2 separate regions of the Sus scrofa genome follow, and region 2 is linked to region 1. A link is a contact called in public HiChIP or PLAC-seq data. All regions are on one chromosome and are shown on one strand. The core of a region is the stretch at or near the end of the contact, and the rest is flanking DNA. Distances in the headings are between cores, read along the strand shown.

Region 1 (3,533 bases), core at 128-2,627:
GGAGAGAAGACACCAGTCCATAATGTGTCTTGCCAACCTCCCAGAAACCTTTGGCTGGAAATCCTTTTGGCTGAGAGATGCATGTGTCACGAGGAACGGTCCTGCATTGGGCCAGATGAAGGCACAGCAAGATGATTGGCCAGAGACAGCCTGCAAAGCTAACTCCACTTCCGTAAAGCCTAAGACTGTAAGCCACATGGCAGAGCAGTGCTCTGGGGTTACCTTACCCTGCTGCTCTCCACTCCAGTGCCCCTTTTCTTTTCTTTCTTTCTTTCTTTTTTTTTTTTTTTTTTTTTTTTTTTGTGTGTGTATGTGTATGTGTGTGTGTGTTTTAGGGCCATACCTGCGGCATATGGAGTTTCCGCAGGTTGAATCAGAGCTGCAGCTGCTGGCCTACACCACAGCCACAGCAATGCCAGATTCAAGCCACATCTGCAACCTACCCCACAGCTTGCGGTAATACTGGATGCTTGACCCACTGAATGAGGGCAGAGATCAAACTGCATCCTCGTGGATACTAGTCAGGTTCACAACCCACTGAGCCACAATGGGAACTCCAAGTGCCCTTTTTCAATAAAGTCTTGCTTTGTCAGTATGTGTGTCTCTTCAGACAATTCCTTTCCAAGTGTTAGACAAGAGCCTGCTCTCAGGCCCTTTCAGGGGCCCCCTCCAGTAACAGAGTTGTATCATGACACCACTTAAGCACAAAAAACCTGGAAGGAGATTTTTCAAAATGTTAAAATGGGTTATTTTGGCATCGTAGAATTTCGGGATTATATCTTCTTTATACTTTTCAATATTTTAAATTCCTAAAGCGAGTGGCACGATTTTGATCATTAGAGGGAAGAAGATGCCATTAAAAAATGATTGCACCTGATTAGCCGCAGCCCACGCTCCCTGTTGCCAGCTGATCCTCTGCCTTTGGCAAGAGATGAATTTCATGAGCCTGGAAGCCCTGCCAGGAAAAATGCAATTACCCAGAACGAATCCACCCTGGGGCTTGGCCAGCCCCCGATGAAGGGAGGGAAGGTGCAGAGAAGCCCATCTGGAGAGGGGCTGTGTGGTTGTTTCTCAGGGACACCCCAAAGCTGAGCTGTGCCCGCCTATGGATTCCCAGGGCCCTAACTTCAAGACGAATTGCTGGTGATGGACTGACAGCTGGCTAAATGCTGCCTTGCCTCCGGTGGGGGCGGGGAGCTGTGTGTCCACCTTGAAGTGTGAGGAGACACAGCTGGGCAGAAGCTCAGGTGACTCTGCATCCCCCTCTGGGCTGCCTGGGGGAGACTCATGTTAATCTCCAAACAATCAGCTAGCTGCTTGCCTGGGGGAGGGTGGGTCTAGGCTTGCACGCTGGAGAGACTGTTCCCTCCTGCTGTATGGACAAGCTAGCGTGGTTCCAGCCTGACCATCTGCATCACGGGGGCAATGGCCAAAGCTCAGGGCCTTGGCCCAGATTTGCTGGATCAGGCAAATCCCCAGGTCACTTAAGAGCATGGCAGCTGACTGGGTGGTTGAATTCACTTGGGCCGCAGGGGGTTGGGGCGGGGCAGGAAGAGGCCCCTGAGGAGGGGGAGCCTGTGGGAAGCCTACCTTCGGGCTGGAGGCTTGTGGGCTGGAAGCAGTGGCCGCTCCTCCAGAGGCCAGGCCAGAGCAGCTCGAGAGAGCATTGAGAAGCATCTTACTTATGCTCTTTAGGAAGGTCTGGACCAGAGGCCCTTCCAGGTCAGCCTCCTCCAGGAATGTGGGGGCTTAGTGGATAATCTCTCTCTGTCTCTCCCAGGGTCCCCGGAGCCTGGTATGAAGAAGAGGCATTATTTTCATTTTCCAGATGGTTTGGGGTGGGGGTTGGGAGGAGGGAAGCTGGGTTGCGGCCAGAGTACTGAGAAAGCTCAGCGCTCTCTCCTTGGCCTCATGGTGCCAGCTGGCTCTCGGGCCAGATACGAAGGCCTTGTCCAGACACCCCATTTTTCCTGATCTCCAGAGAGTTGCCATTTGTGCTGCTGGATTCTCTCCATCAGCTGAGGCCCTGCCTTGGGGCTGCTCAGAGCTACGGACTCCTGGGCTGCCTTCATTTTTGGAGGGTGGGTGATGGTGGTTTCCAAGACGTTTAAAATGCTGAAATGCCAGAATGGGTTAAATGCTACCATATTTTACAAAATTTTGCATGTTTAAAATTAATGTTAAAAAACCCAAACAATATGAATACAGATTAACTTTGAGTTTGCCATAAAAAAAGGTATACAACGTTGGTGGCTTAAACAGCAGAAATTGTCTCAGTTTTGGAGCAGGGCAGCGGGGTGAGGGTGGGGGGTGGCTAGGAGTCTGAGATTAGGATCTGTGTCTGCAAATTTGCTTCTCAGAGGCCCTCTGCTCCCCATGTTGCTAAATGATCTTTTCTCTGTGTCTATGTCCCTTTGCCCTCTTGTAAAGACAGCAGTCATACTGGATTAGGGTCCACCCTAATGGTCTCATTTTAACGTAACCCCTTTTTCTTTCTTTTATGGTCGCGCCCGCGGCATAGGGAAGTTCTCAGGCCAGGGGTCGAATTAGAGCTGCAGCTGACAGCCTACACTACAGCCACAGCAACGCCAGATCCGAGCTGCATCTGTGACCTACACCCCAGCTTGTAGCCATGCCAGATCCTTCACCCACTGAGCGAGGCCAGGGATTGAATCCTCATCCTTAACCTGCTGAGCCACCACAGGAACTCCACTTAACCACTTTTTTTAAAGACTCTATTTTCAAATACAGTTACATTCTGAAGTCCTGGGGATTAGGAATTTTGGGGGGATACAACTCAGCTCATAACAAACCTCATTTGGAAATAATACCAAAGTCTAAAATAGAAGTTCCCAGGTGTTCCCTTCGTGGCTCAGCGGAAACGAATCTGACTAGAATCCATGAGGACGCAGGTTTGATTTGTGTCCTTGCTAAGTGGGTTAAGGATCCAGCATTGCCGTGAGCTGTGGTGTAGGTTGCAGATGTGGCATTGCTGTGGCTGGGGCATAGGTCAGCAGCTGTAGCTCTAGTTCAACCCATAGCCTGGGAACTTCCATACTTGAAGAAAAAAAATTTATTTCCTCATTTTGCAGTCTCCATCCTCTCCTACCCATCCCACATTTGAACTTTATTTTTTTATTTATTTTTATTATACTTGATTTGCAATGTTCTGTCCATTTTTGCTGTACATGCATTTGAACTTTAAATCAGCCATCTCCCTGGCCCTTTGGCTCAGATGAGGAATGTGACAGAGAGGAAAGTAGGACCAGACTCCAGGTTCTGAAAGGTAAAGCATCTCCAGAATGGGCCAGAGACTCTGGATCTAGTCCAGGTGTTTGGCAGATTGGTGAAAGGGTGATATTTCCTCTGGACTGGATGAAAGATTCCTTCAGGTGGGAGAAGGGAGGAAGAAGCAAAGCAATGACAATTCAGAAATGGGTTTCTAGGGTGTGGGGGGATGTCCTGTGCTCTGGGAACTAGAAGAGCTCCAGGAGACCCCAGAGAGGAAGTGTTTTGTGTGATGTGTGCAGGCA
Region 2 (3,214 bases), core at 711-3,210, 72 kb before region 1:
TTCTGAGTCCCCTCCCTTCCAAGTTGGGATCCCTCTGGGAACACATGTTTCCAAACAGATTTATCTTAGGTCTAAATTCTGTCCAGACCTACAGCAAGTGGAGAAATCAGAGTCTCTGTAGCCCTCTGGTCCTTTGCTTCTCTCGTGGCTCAGGCCCCAGCCTCCTGTGCACAGTGAATGCAGGGAAAGTGATGGTGGGAAATAGTTCTGTTCCACAGGCAGTGATTTGAACTAATGCAAACCCTGCTGAGAGCCTTTTTGAGTCAGAACCAAAGACAAAGAGGTTTGATCCTTGTCCAGTAATAATGAGCTTGCCAGGAGCCAGAAGACAAGAAACAATAGTTATTGTTCTTGGTCTGGAGGATCTGTTAGCCAGAAGCTTTTGGGAGGCATCAGATATTACCAGGATCTCCATTTCAGGATCCATCTGACTGTGGGAGGGGGACGATGATAAGCTGTGAGAACTGAAGTTTTCCTAACCCTTTTTTCTGTCATCATCAAAAGCATCTGTTAAGCAACTGTCCGTAGACAGGGCCTTGGAGCACTCTGCAGATAAATAGGACAGACAAGGGCTTAGAGTTGGGGACAGCCCGGTCATTATACAAACGGAGTCAGAGGGAACAGATAAATGGTACAACGTATAACAGCAGTAGCCTCACATCACTGGGAGTGGGAAATATAAATATTAGGAATTGTCGAGTCGATACTTGATAACGAGAGTTTAAAAGGGTGATCGTGTTACTTGGTTCAACTATAATCTGAGTTTGTGTTTTAAAAAATCTTTTAAGTCATGGTAATCTATTCCTCCCTCTCTTCCTTCCTTCCTCTCCCTCCCCGCGCCCCTTTCCTGACTATGCAAGTGCCAAGCCTTGTGCAAGATGAGAGGATGTTGGAGTTCCCGTAGTGGTGCAGTGGTTAACGAATCCGACTAGGAACCATGAGGTTGCGGGTTCGAACCCTGGCTTCGCTCAGTGGGTTAACGATCCGGCGTTACCATGAGCTATGGTGTAGGTCACAGATGCGGCTCGGATCCCGCATTGCTGTGGCTGTGGCTGTGGCTGGCAGCAAACAGTTCTGATTCGACCCCTAGCCTGGGAACCTCCATATGACGTGAGAGCGGCCCCAGAGAAGGCAAAAAGAAAAAAAGACAAAAAAAAAGATGAGAGGATGTTGGTTTAGGGCAGTTGTCCTTTGAGAACTGGGCCTCAGGTGGGAAGTGTAAGCAGAAGGAGCCCCCAGAGTTAGGCTACACATCACGTGGTTGTGCTTAAAAGTTCAAAACAATCCGGACTCCCTTAGGGACACTTGGAGATGGGGGTGTCAGCCTAGGTTGCCCTCCTTTGACCTTTGGGGTCCCGTTAGAACTCAAGAATGCTTTTTCTCTGTCTTCATCGGGGGCCTGGGAGCTGAGATGATGAGGTAGGAGGTTTGTAGAAAGGACTGGAATGTGTTGCCCTTTAAAGCAGGATTGCACTTAATCACCAGGGGATTGGGTATTTGGGGAGGTGTGGTTTTTAAATTTCAGTGAGACTGTTACTACTGTCTTAAAATTAAGTCTAAAATTATCTCTCAAATTTAAGTCTAAAATTATCTCTCGACATGCCGGCTTTCATCAGTGCGGGTTTTATTTTTGGTTCCGCAGGCTGTGTTTGTATAACACATGTGAGGAGGTCTTTCTATTAGGAGGGTTCCTGACCCACAGAGGGAGAGCATTGAACTCAGAGACAGGTCCTCTACCATGCCCTCCACAAAGCTTTTTTTTTTTTTTTTTTCCAGGCAGATAAATTAAAATCCTTCATCTGCAGGTCTAAAAATGACCTATGGGAGATTTAATTCGCTTAAAAAGACAAGTTCCATTGTGGAACAGCAACAGAAAGTGCTCTGGAGAAGGCAGGACACTCAGAAGAGTCCAGACCAGCCGCTGGGGTCTCTGCTGTCCCTTTGGCTTTTGATCTGTAGAGTAAGGCGTCGCCAGTTGTCATTTGCCTTTGAGAGGTTAGTTTACACTTCAGCAGTTGAGCACAGCTCCTCAGCTCTACTTGCTAGTGGTCCCAGGGTGGGCAAACTTGGCTTATAAAGAGGCAGCTAGGAAATTACATTTCAGTTTTGAGAGCCATGTGGCCTGTAGCAACTACTCAACTCTGCAGCCAAAACAAAATGCCAACAGAGGAGCATGGCCGTGTTCCAGTAAAACTTTATTTATGTCAACAGGAACTAGTTGGCTTTGACCCACAGGCTGTCCCTTGCTCTGCTGACCCCAGGTAGACCTCAGTGGCCCTGTGCATGGCATGTGCAGTTAATTTCCCCTTCCCTTTATTTTTAAAATTTTTTTATTTTTTGTCTTTTCTAGGGCCGTACCCGTGGCATGTGGAGGTTCCCAGGCTAGTCCCAGGTCCAGTCGGAGCTGTGGCCGCCAGCCTACACCAGAGCCACAGCAATGCCAGATCTGAGCTGTGTCTGTGACCTATACCACAGCTCACAGCAACGCCAGATCCTTAACCCACTGAGCAAGGCCAGGGATCGAACCCGAAACCTCATGGTTCCTAGTCGGATTCGTTAACCACTGCGCCATGATGGGAACTCCAATTTACCCTTTAACGGGGAAACTTCGATGGCCTGAACTTTGTGCTGAGGGTACCGGAGCTCCCGATTAAGTTGCAGATACCTGGGCCATGTGAGCTGCAGAGTGGGTTGACGAGGCAAGAACAATATAGCAGTAAACTTAGTGTGTTCATGTTTAATGGTATAATGTCTTAGTCTTCTTGGCCTTTTAAAATACATGGTAAATCATTCACAGGTTAAAAAAAAAAAAATCACCTTTCTTTTTATGTAATCAAACAAAAAAATAATCAGCATCCTTTTATGTAACCAAACCAAGCGGTGGTAAGGAAGGAGTGGGGATGGAGAAAATGAATGTATATCCCAGTTCTTCTCCTGCTGGGGGTCCCCAGGTCCTGGTCTGGTGTAAAGTGGGAAGGATGCTGGGCCAGAAACCAAACCGTCTGCATGACCGGGTTCTCAGCACTAGGAATGAGGAACAAGTGATTAGGGGCTCTCAGAATCTTGAGTGTATGGGTTTGGTAGAGGTCCGTCTTTTAGAAGATATTAGGTTCTTGTATCGCACTAGGGCAAAATCATGGATTGCTGCAATTAAACCATGAAATGCCTGAAATATCCCTAGAGCAGAGTACACGTGGCTTTGTGGATACAGCAC

What was found. HiChIP or PLAC-seq counts read pairs in DNA pulled down with a chosen protein or histone mark.
Region 2: an H3K27ac HiChIP or PLAC-seq map of skeletal muscle shows a contact between it and region 1. The contact joins two enhancer-like sites. A contact is called at or near these places in 3 of 47 Hi-C or Micro-C datasets (embryonic fibroblasts and heart right ventricle) and 1 of 2 datasets of contacts at active chromatin or transcription factors (skeletal muscle).

Annotation. Positions count from the first base shown.
Region 1 is chr2:88,816,600-88,820,132 of Sscrofa11.1, reverse strand. No RefSeq gene overlaps it. Among named protein-coding and RNA genes, the nearest start is that of TRNAE-UUC, 59 kb to the right of the region's middle. Within about 2 kb of position 1,377, at least 13 of the 83 cell types and tissues checked have an H3K27ac peak or open chromatin away from gene starts, as enhancers often do. A contact at or near this core is called in skeletal muscle, where this site is marked.
Region 2 is chr2:88,889,532-88,892,745 of Sscrofa11.1, reverse strand. All of the region lies in intron 2 of SERINC5 (serine incorporator 5), which reads left to right. Among named protein-coding and RNA genes, the nearest start is that of SERINC5, 100 kb to the left of the region's middle. Within about 2 kb of position 1,960, at least 11 of the 83 cell types and tissues checked have an H3K27ac peak or open chromatin away from gene starts, as enhancers often do. A contact at or near this core is called in skeletal muscle, where this site is marked.